3 separate regions of the Sus scrofa genome follow, and regions 1 and 3 are each linked to region 2. A link is a contact called in public Hi-C and HiChIP or PLAC-seq data. All regions are on one chromosome and are shown on one strand. The core of a region is the stretch at or near the end of the contact, and the rest is flanking DNA. Distances in the headings are between cores, read along the strand shown.

The links. A called contact is a pair of places that touch in the nucleus more often than the background predicts. HiChIP or PLAC-seq counts read pairs in DNA pulled down with a chosen protein or histone mark.
Region 1: a contact with region 2 is called in a Hi-C map of liver, with 3 times the contacts expected there. The contact joins the promoter of MDH2 here to the promoter of HSPB1 in region 2. A contact is called at or near these places in 1 of 5 promoter capture datasets (liver), 4 of 47 Hi-C or Micro-C datasets (heart right ventricle, liver, skeletal muscle and 1 more) and 2 of 2 datasets of contacts at active chromatin or transcription factors (alveolar macrophages and skeletal muscle).
Region 3: a contact with region 2 is called in an H3K27ac HiChIP or PLAC-seq map of alveolar macrophages. The contact joins the promoter of DTX2 here to the promoter of HSPB1 in region 2. A contact is called at or near these places in 1 of 5 promoter capture datasets (fetal liver), 4 of 47 Hi-C or Micro-C datasets (blood, embryonic fibroblasts, liver and 1 more) and 2 of 2 datasets of contacts at active chromatin or transcription factors (alveolar macrophages and skeletal muscle).

The regions. Positions count from the first base shown.
Region 1 is chr3:10,131,208-10,134,418 of Sscrofa11.1, forward strand. MDH2 (malate dehydrogenase 2, NAD (mitochondrial)) reads right to left here and starts at 1,498. Exons shown (of 9, transcript NM_001244153.1): 1 at 1,380-1,498. The coding sequence starts at 1,445. STYXL1 (serine/threonine/tyrosine-interacting-like protein 1) reads left to right here and starts at 301. Exons shown (of 15, transcript XM_021086298.1): 1 at 301-1,068.
Region 2 is chr3:10,037,865-10,041,097 of Sscrofa11.1, forward strand. HSPB1 (heat shock protein family B (small) member 1) reads right to left here and starts at 1,577. Exons shown (of 3, transcript NM_001007518.1): 1 at 1,208-1,577; 2 at 487-550; 3 at 210-399. The coding sequence starts at 1,577. The coding sequence ends at 210. It overlaps LOC110259893 (a long non-coding RNA gene), which reads left to right and starts at 2,902. Exons shown (of 2, transcript XR_002342315.1): 1 at 2,902-3,233.
Region 3 is chr3:9,924,601-9,927,692 of Sscrofa11.1, forward strand. It overlaps DTX2 (probable E3 ubiquitin-protein ligase DTX2), which reads right to left and starts at 1,266. Exons shown (of 15, transcript XM_021086279.1): 1 at 1,101-1,266.

The DNA.
Region 1 (3,211 bases), core at 248-2,747, 93 kb after region 2:
ACAGCCTACCCCACAGCCACAGCAACTCCGGATCCTTAACCCACTGAAAGAGGCCAGCAATCGAACCCACATCCTCATGGATACTAGTCGGGTTACAGCTGAGCCATGATGGGAACTCCTGAATAGGCATTTTAAACAACACAAATCAATTCTGAGCTCCGGATATCTGCCCCTTCCATCTCCTTTTCTTCTAACAATCTGTATCATCTTGGCACACCTCAACTCGAAAGCCCAAAGCCTTGCTGTCCTCCATGGTCCCCTTTCTCTCAATACCCTTCGTTAAATCACCTGTCAGCGAATCCCATTGCCTTAGCTTCACTGCGTTCCCTTCCCCACTCCTCAGCATCTATCTTCATCCCCTCCACCTATCCTACATTTACTCCTTGTTGGCCAAAGTGCAGCCATCATGGTATCACTTGCAGCCCCAAGGACAATTTTTGGCAAACATGAATACTCAATGCGCTTATTTCTATATTTTAAAAATGAATTCCACTCACAGCAAACTGATCTGAAAGACAGAAGCTAAACAAGAAATGAGGAATCTCATTCAATAACCACCTCCCCTTTGGGTGTGGTACCTAAGAGGCAATGTGGGTATCTCCAGGCTTCTCAGACTTTGGCTATATGAGAATCACTTGGTAAAAATACTTAGGCCCGGATCCCAACCTCCTTTAATGAGCCTTCGCCTCCGATCGTCATCAGCTTCCAGGTGATCCTAACTCACACCAGAGTTTGAGAATCGCTGCCCTAGAAGACGGCTAAAAATAGGTTAGGCTTAAGTAGTCCCAGGCCCACATCATGTACTGTTACACCGCGTGGGGGCCGGCCCAGTCCGCCGGCAGCAGGAAGGAGCCTTCAAAAGGTCCTTAAGAGGAAGCAGCGTCTTCAGATTCTTAGAGGAAAAGCTTGTTGTTCCAAAAGTCACTGACGGTGGTCAGGAGAGCTGAATTTTAAAACTTTGGCCGAAAGACTGTGTAACCTTGAACCAGTGCTCTACCTTCAGCGTTTATCTGCACTACGGAGTTAAAAATTACACACTATTTGTACAGACGCTGCAGGAAGAACGAGGTTAGTCTCTCAAAGTACTATGGAAAATAAGTGGCTTTCGGCTCGAGAGCCCTGGCTTTTCAACCTGGAAGGAGCAGGCCCTCTGGAGGACCTGGAGGCGAGCTGTGGGGCTCGGAGAAGCGCATCGGTCCTAGAGTTGCCTCTCCCCTACTCCCGCACTTCCTGCGGGGTATCAGGGCCGGCCGAGGGGGCCACAGCCGCGGGTCGGCACCGGGCGGCCCCGCGGTCCAGGCTGACCTGGGAGTCAGGCTGCTAGCGAGCCAGCAACACACGTGGCCTACGCAGGGGAGCCTCTGCTTCGCAGGGCCTACCTGGGCCGAGGTGCTGAAGCTGCGGCGGAGAGCGGCGCCGGCAGGCCGGGCGAGGGCGGAGAGCATGGCTGGGGCGTGCGGGGAGAGGACCGGCCGGCAAACGAGCTGGCAGCAAGAAAGTGACTCCAACGACCTCCACACTCCACAGGCCCTCCCGGCTCCGCTCCGCCAGGTCTCGCGAGACTGGCCCGACTTCCGGCGCCCCACCTCCCGGATCTCGCGGTGTCTCGGCCGCATCCGGGTTGTAGCGGTGGCGGGCGGTGGGACGCGCCCGGAGCCGGGTCCAGGGCTAGGTCATAGCGCGGGTCGGGAGACGCGGTCGGAGTGGGAGGGAGAGTCTGCACCCGAGAGGTGGAAGAAGACGGGCTTGAGGCTGGAAGAGCCTTAGAGGAGCCATTTTGCAGGTGGGGCCCCAGACAGAGGCTCTGACAGGGAGACCGGCCGAGTTGGCGCCCCGGGCCCGGACTCGGCCAAACCTACCCCTCCTGCCCCTGGAGGCGGGAGGGGCTCCGAGCCCTGGAAAGCTTTGGAAAGGAAAGAGGGACGGGGAGGCCGAAAATCTTGGGATTACGGGTGGAAAAATGGGGGCTCTCCTAATCATCACTTCGGTGCACCCCTGCCCCGCCCCTGCTCACACAGACCCGGTCCACCCTCCAGTGTTGTCATCCTTCCTGGTAACCAGAACCTTCCACTGCAGTTTAGAAAGCTTTAGAGACACCCTGAGCACTGATCTTGTGTGCAACACTGATCTACTCTTCCTGAGTTTAGAGGGAAGCAGCCCCACGTTATAGATGCAGAAACAGGTGATGAGTTGCCAGTCCTTACTCCTCAGGTCTGCCCAGTAATAACGTGAACCCAGAATAATGTTTCTGCTGAAGGGGTAAAGAAACTGGCTGAGCTCGGTTAAGTGGATTTACTCAGAATCTACCTGGCCAGAAATAAAGATAGGGTTGCTGTTCAGAAGAAGCTTATTTAAATTCATCAGTTAATTTATAAGCTTCATTCACACACACCTCCCGTTGTATTTTATGGGCGTACAGAGAATTCCTTGCTCTCAGGAAGTTCAGGGTCAGAGTTCAGTGAATTGCGGCTCAGTGAAAACGAATCTGACTAGCATCTATGAGGACAAAGGTTCAATCCCTGGTCTCACTCAGTGGGCTAAGGATCCTGTGTTGCCGTCAGCTGTGGTGTAGGTCACAGGTGTGGCTCAAATCCTGTGTTGCTGTGTTGTAGGCTGACAGCTGCAGCTCTGATTGGATTCCTAGCCTGGGAACCTCCATATGCCTTGGGTGTGGCCCTAAAAAGAAAAAAAAAATTCAAAATCAAGTGGGGTAGATAAGTGAGCTGCAGGTTACTGCTTCTATAGAGGAGTGTACAAACTGACGGATAGGACCCATGGCTGAGCCTGCCTGAGAACATTGGTTGGGGAAGCAGCGGGTGCAAAGAACAGTTAGCACAAGACCCGAAGATGGAATCATGAGCAGGGAGTACATGATGACTGGCTTTTGTCCCTCCTTTTCACTTGTTCATTGAGCTATGAAAACATGCCAGCCCAAGCTTGGAGCTGGCTGCTCCACTGTGAGCAAGATCCACACATTTTCTGCTTTCAGGGGACTCGTCGTCTAGTGGGGGAGACAGGTAAATTGCAAGCAGCATGGTATGGCCAACCCTTGGAGAATTATGAGGGCTGTGGGGACACAGAGGAAGTCTGTCTCACCCCGACTTGGGGTGGAGGGGGCCGCCTCGTGAGAGGACTTTGGAGGATGAAGCACCGAAGCTGAGCTGTAAAGGAAATAAAAAGCAGGAGTTAGGCTCAGCTGCGCAGGAGGGAG
Region 2 (3,233 bases), core at 327-2,826:
CCCTCGGCAAACGTGATGAGTGCGTGAACCAGGAGTGACGCCTGAGCCTCCACAAGCACACCAGGGTCTGAGACAGTGGCGGGCAGTTGCTTTGAACTTTATTCGAGAAAAACAGAAGGTAGACGTATCAAAAGAGCACAGAGAGTTGGCAGGTGGGGATGGCTGGTGCGGGTTTGGGCGGGGGGCGGTGAGCAGCAGGGCGAAGGCCTTTACTTGGTTCCGGGCTTTTCCGACTTTCCAGCTTCTGTGCCCCCAAGCTGGGCCCGCGCCTCGAAAGTGACAGGGATGGTGATCTCTGCCGACTGGGTGGCTGGCTTGGGCAGCGGGGCCTCCACGCTGAGCGTGCCCTCAGGGGACAGGGAGGAGGAGACCTGGGTGGGGTCCACACCGGGGGGCAGCCTGGACAGGGAGAGGCAGGACAGGAGTGACCCACGGTGCGTCCCTGGGCCCTCCCCACCCCCCACCCCACCCGGAGCCAGGACTCACGTGTATTTTCGAGTGAAACACCGGGAAATGAAGCCGTGCTCATCCTGCCGCTCCTCGTGCTTGCCTGGGTGGGGGAGGGAGGTCAGAGGAGGCCTGAAGGGGCCGGCGCTCCCGCTGGCCCACAGCCAGCCGAGCCCCACCCGGTGGCCAGAACGCTTGCCAGGAGAGGACTAAGGGATGTGGGTACCCCAGACCTGTCCCGGGACCTCAGAAGCTTCTGGAAAGTTCGGTTCCAGGAGTCTGGGGCTGGGGCGTGGGGCAGCAGCCATGGGCACGCACACACGCCCCCTCCGAGGACCTGGACTAGGGATGGGGAGGAAGTGCGTGCGTGTGCGTGCGCGTGTCGGGGGAGGGGGTCGCCCTTGCCACACCAACTGCAGGCCGGGGGCCGGGGGCCGGGGGGGGGCGGCGCGGCGCGGGGAGACCTGGTCCCTCGCGGATGGCGTTGGGGCTGAGGGCGTCTCCGCTGGAAGGGGGCGTTTCTTCCCTGACTGGAGAGCTTTTAGGGCCAAAAGATCCCTTAGGACTTAGGAGCACCCCCCCCAAAGTCCAGGGAAGCAGGCACAGGCCAGGGGCAGGGCGAAGAGGCCAGGCCGGCTCCCCGGGCTCTGGCCCCGTCCTCGGCTAAGTTTCCATTTTCCAGGGCTCCTCCCCGGAAAGAGCGCGAGAGGCAGCGCGGGAGGGGCGGGGGGTGGGCGCGTCCCGGTCCCCGGGGGCTCACCCGTGATCTCCACCACGCCGTCCTTGGTCTTGACCGTCAGCTCCTCGGGGGCGAAGTGGTTGACGTCCAGGGAGACGCGCCAGCGGTCGGCAGTCTGCTGGATCTCCGAGACGCCGCTGCTGAGCTGCCTGCTGAGCAGGCGGCTGTAGGCGGGCGCGGCCACTGCGGCGGGGCCCTCGATGGCGGGCGGGGGCAGCGGGCGCACGTAGCCCGGCCAGCCGCTGTGGCTCAGCCACTGCGACCACTCCTCGGGCAGCCGGGGCAGCCCGAAGGCCTGGTCGAAGAGGCGGCTGTGGGCCGGGTACCAGTCGCGGAAAGGGTCCCAGCTGGGGCTCCGCAGGAGCGAGAAAGGCACACGGCGCTCAGTCATGCTGGCTGCGCTGGCTGGACGCGTCCGGCTGCGGCTGGGAGAAGGGGAGTTAGTGTCGGTGGGCCGAGCCCGCAGCGCTTTTATAATGGGCCAGCCGGGTATTTTTAGCAGGCGGTGTTTCAGGTCTCTATTAATGGCAATGACTGGCTGGGGGCAGCCCCTCCCCCTGCATTCCCCCAACTGCATACCGGGGCGCGGGGCGGGGCGAGGGAGGCCCTGCCCACATCTGGAACCTTCTCCTGTTTGAGAAAACAAATGACTGTAGCCCCGATGCTGGTGCAGTGCCCGCTGCCTAACACTGGCAGATTTCGGCGCTAAAGCGCTGGGCCGCAGCCTGTGGACAGTCCTGGCTTTTTGTGCAAGAGGACAAAGCCGAGGGAGTGGTCGCGCTGCTCGGGGCCACACAGCAGGGACTGGCAGAGCAGGGAGATGGACCACAGGGTGTCTGTGAAATAATGGCTTAAGAAGCAACATGGTGAGGAGTGTGGGCCTGAGAGTCCAGACTGTGTGAGTTCACATCCTGGTCCTGCCACTCACTGGATGAACTTGTACAAGTGAGAGTCTTTGTGCCTCAGTTTCGCCACCGGGAAAATGGGGGTGATGATGATGACAATGCTTCCGTCCCTGAGTTGGTGTGAGGATTCGGCAGCTTAATGCGAGTGAAGGTTTTAGTCCAGGGCCTGGTGGGTGACCGTTACTGTCAGCCACCTGGAGTTGCAGGGCACAGACGGAGGAAGCGGAGCTCAGAGGCAGCAGCATGTGGACGTTTGGGCGATGTCCCCCGGACCCCCTAGTAGGGGAGACCCAGACCAGAAACCCTGAGGCCTAGTGTTGAAAGGGGGTCAGGAGGGAGGTTATTGTCAAAACTCCCCATTGTATCCACTTTGCCTTGAGCTGGGGACAGGGAACCTGAGATGCAGCGGCCTTGAATCTAGTCTGGGCTTTGGCTTGGGCCAAGGCCCCTCCTTTCCCTTTTTACAGATTATGACCTCAGAGCCCTTTTGTTTAGCATTCCCACAGCACAGAGGGAGAGGGGCTCTAGGCAGTGCAATTCCTGCACACTTGCTGGGAGCCTGAGGCCTGCTCCTTGACCCCACCTCCTGGGTGAGCACCTGTGGGATCCAGGCCTCCACTCCCACCTCCCGTAGGGTCTGGCCACAACCTTGGCGTTCTCTCTTTCTCATTGCCCTGACTCCAGTCCAGCCTGCCTTCTCTGACTTGCATCCTGTTATCCCTCCTTTTCAGATGAGGAAACCGAGGTCCAGAGGGATTAAGTGCCTGGTCCACCGTCTCCTCTGAGACACGACAGAGTAAGATTCTTGCCCCTCTCGTGTTCAGGGCTCTTACCCTTGTGGGGCTCCCACCTTGGAGCCCTTCCTCTCCTTTTGAGACCCGCTCTCTCCAGGGGCTGGGCTGAGATTGTACTCCTGCCAGTTCCATGGGGGGCCTTGCTCTGCTCAGGATTCCTGAGTGGCTGGAAGCCAGATTCCAGGCCTCTCAACAAGCTGGGGGACACCAGCCTCATGCCCTTCCTGAGCCTCAGTTTCCACCACAGTTTCCTCTTCGAGAGAGAGCACTGCCAGATAGTTTTCTTGCTCACCCACCTGCTCCCCATCAGGAAAGAGCTAAGGTTGGGCCACAAATCCAAGGTCACCT
Region 3 (3,092 bases), core at 16-2,515, 110 kb before region 2:
TTGGGTCTGTGTGCTGTGGCTGGGGACTGGAAATTATCCGATTTATTTTCCAACAGCCTGGGCAGAGCAGAAGGTACAGTAGTCTCCCTCTGCCCACTCGACAATCAAGGGGATGATTTAAAAAAAAAAAAAAATTCCTAAGCCCTTCCACAGAAAGGCCTGAAAGGACTTTGTAAGCCCGTCTGCAATGCAGGCAGCCAAGAAATCAACACACCAGAGAAGGTAAAAGTTTAGCCAAAGTCACACAGCAAACGAACAAGAAGCCTAATTATAGTTACCCTGAAGCCTAATTATAGTTACCCTGATAGTTTAAGTAAAGCCTGATCCTGGCTACCAGAAAGTCCGCCTTCTAGAGCTGGAGCGGGGCTAGCTTGGCAGCAGAAATACTCTGAATTTCTTAAGGTCAAGCGTCGGTGCACACACTATTTCCACTGCTACTGGCACTTAGAGAAGAGGAACCAGCGCGCAGGACTGTAGCTGTCTGAGAAAGGGTAGTTCCAGCAAAAAGTCTTCTAAATTCTCTTCTCAGCATACATTACGCCCTCCCCCCGAAAAGCGACCCAGGGTCCCAGGAGATAGGCACTTCCTGGAAGACGGACCCTACTTGCGACAGGAAAGCAGAGTTAGGAGGCAAACTCCTCTCAAGTATAGTCTCCGACTCCCGTGAGTCGTCCACCAGGAGGCAGACGCCGGCGGAACCCACACCCTAACCACACACCGGGTGGCAATATCACCACCGCGTCCTCCAGGTCCTGTGGGAAGGGTTACACTCCTCCGGACGGACCCAAACTCCCAGAGTCTGCGCCCCTCCCCCTGCCAGCCCTGCGGCTTGCACCTCGGCGTTCACTCTCCCACACGGTCCGGTCCTAAACTCCCAGCGGCTCGCAGTTCCCACAGCTCTCGCCTCAGGGGCCTCCACCCGAAGGCCAGCCCTCACAATCCCCCCCGGACCCGACCCCGACCCCAGGGCTCGTCTCCGGCCCGGCCCAGCCCTCCCTCACGCCCACGCCCGCCCCCTTCCGGTCCCAGTTCGGCTCCTGCCCCGCGTCACCGGGACCCTAGCCCTGTCGAGGAGCAGGTGGCCTGCCCGCCCCTCTCACCGAGGCTGAGGAGGGAGAGAGGGGAGGCGAAAGACACCGCCGCACTCAGGCTGCAGCTCCGGCTCGGCCTGGGCACGGCTCCGGCTGTAGCTCCCACTCTAAGGAGAAGGCAGCCTGAGTGAAACTCGGCGTCGCAGCTTCCTTGCGTTCCAGTGCGCATGCCCAGGAGGCTGGGCCTTCTGGGAAATGTAGTTCCAGCGGGGCCGCGGAGGCGGGGCTGAACACAATATGCACCTGTTGTGGGGGTAGCTCTCCCAAAAGAGCTTCCTATCTAGTTAGCGAAACAGCCACTTAAACCCACAACTACAATATAGTATGATAAATGTAATAAAGGAGTGAGAGCATAGAGAGGAGTACCTACTGGGGGCAGGGACGGATCCCAGAGGAGGTGACACCTGAATTGGATTTTGAAGCCCCTATAGGAGGGTTTGCCAGATGGACTACCCTTGCAAAGGATGAAAGATTTGAAAGTGACCTATGCATTCAGGAAGCAGTGAAAAGTTCTGTTTGGCGAAGGCAAAGGATGAGTAGACGCCTAATTTATCCCTCCCCCTCCTTTCCTCTTTGGTAACTCTAAGTTTGTTTTAAAGCATTGAATTTTAAAAGGATACCCTTTAAAAAAAAGGGGGGGGGGAGTTCCCATCGTGGCTCAGCAGTTAACGAACATGATTAGCATCCATGAACACATGGGTTTGATCCCTGGCCTCACTTAGTGGGTTAAGGATCCAGCTTTGCTCTGAGATGTGGTGTAGGTCACAGACTCAGCTCGCATCCCACGTTGCTGTGGCTGTGGCATAGGCTGGCAGCTGTGGTTCTGATTGGACCCCTAGCCTGAGAACATCCATATGCCTCAGATGTGGCCCTAAAAAGACAAAAATAAATAATGAAAGAATACCCTTGTGGGGAGTTTCCATTATGGCGCAGTGGGTTAAGGATCCGGTGTTGCCAGAGCTGTGACATAGGTTACAGCTGAGGCTTGGATTCAGTTTCTGGCCCAGGCACGTCCATATGCCTCAGGTGCAGTAAAAAAAATAAATAAATATGATACCCTTGTGGCGGGTAGAGGATATGGAATGGAGTGGGGAGACCGGTTTGGAGGCTGTTGTTGTCGTCCAGGTCAAAGGTGATGAGGTCTAAACCAGGCTGGTGATTAATCTTTCAGTATCACAGACCTTCTTTACAAAGCTGAAGAAAGCTATTCCCAGAAAAATTCTCAGCTGTGTTCACACGTGTGTATGCACACAGACATTATTCTTCTTTTTACAGCTGTACCTACGGCACTTGGATGTTCCAGGCTGGGAGTTCAATGAGAGCTGCAGCTGCAGCCTTTGCCACAGCCACAGCAACATCTGTGGATCCGAGCCACATCTGCCACCTATGCTGCAGCTGGCAGCCACGCCAGATCCTTAACCCACTGAGTGAGGCCAGCAACCTAATCCCCATCCTCGGAGAGACAATTTCAGGTCTGTAATCCACTGAGCCACTGTGGGAACTCCCACACAGATGTTTTGTATATGTTCCTGGAGGTTCGAAGTCCTTTGAATCTTGGACTCCAATTAAGTAGCCTTACATAGGGGTTCCCACTGTGGCTCAGTGGATTGTGAACCAGACGAGTATCCAGGAGGACACAGGTTCAATCCCTGGCCTTGCTCAGTGGGTCAAGGATCTGTCATGGCTGTGGCTGTGGCTGTGGGGTAGGCTGGCACCCGCAGCTGCGATTCGACCCCTGGCCTGGGAACTTCCATATGCCGCGGGTGTGGCCTTAAGAGGGGGAAAAAGGTATTCGTACATAACCTAATGTCACTCAGACTTTATCAGGGATTTGAGGAAGATTCAGACCACTGGAGATGGCAAAAGAGCCCTCTCCCAGCCTTCAATGCAAACATTTCATTTTATAAAAGAGGAGGGGGGTCCAGGGGGACTGACCCGCCAAAGGCTAGTGAAGGAAGGGAAGGAGCACGCAGCAGGCCCAGTTTCTCATACCCTGGACTG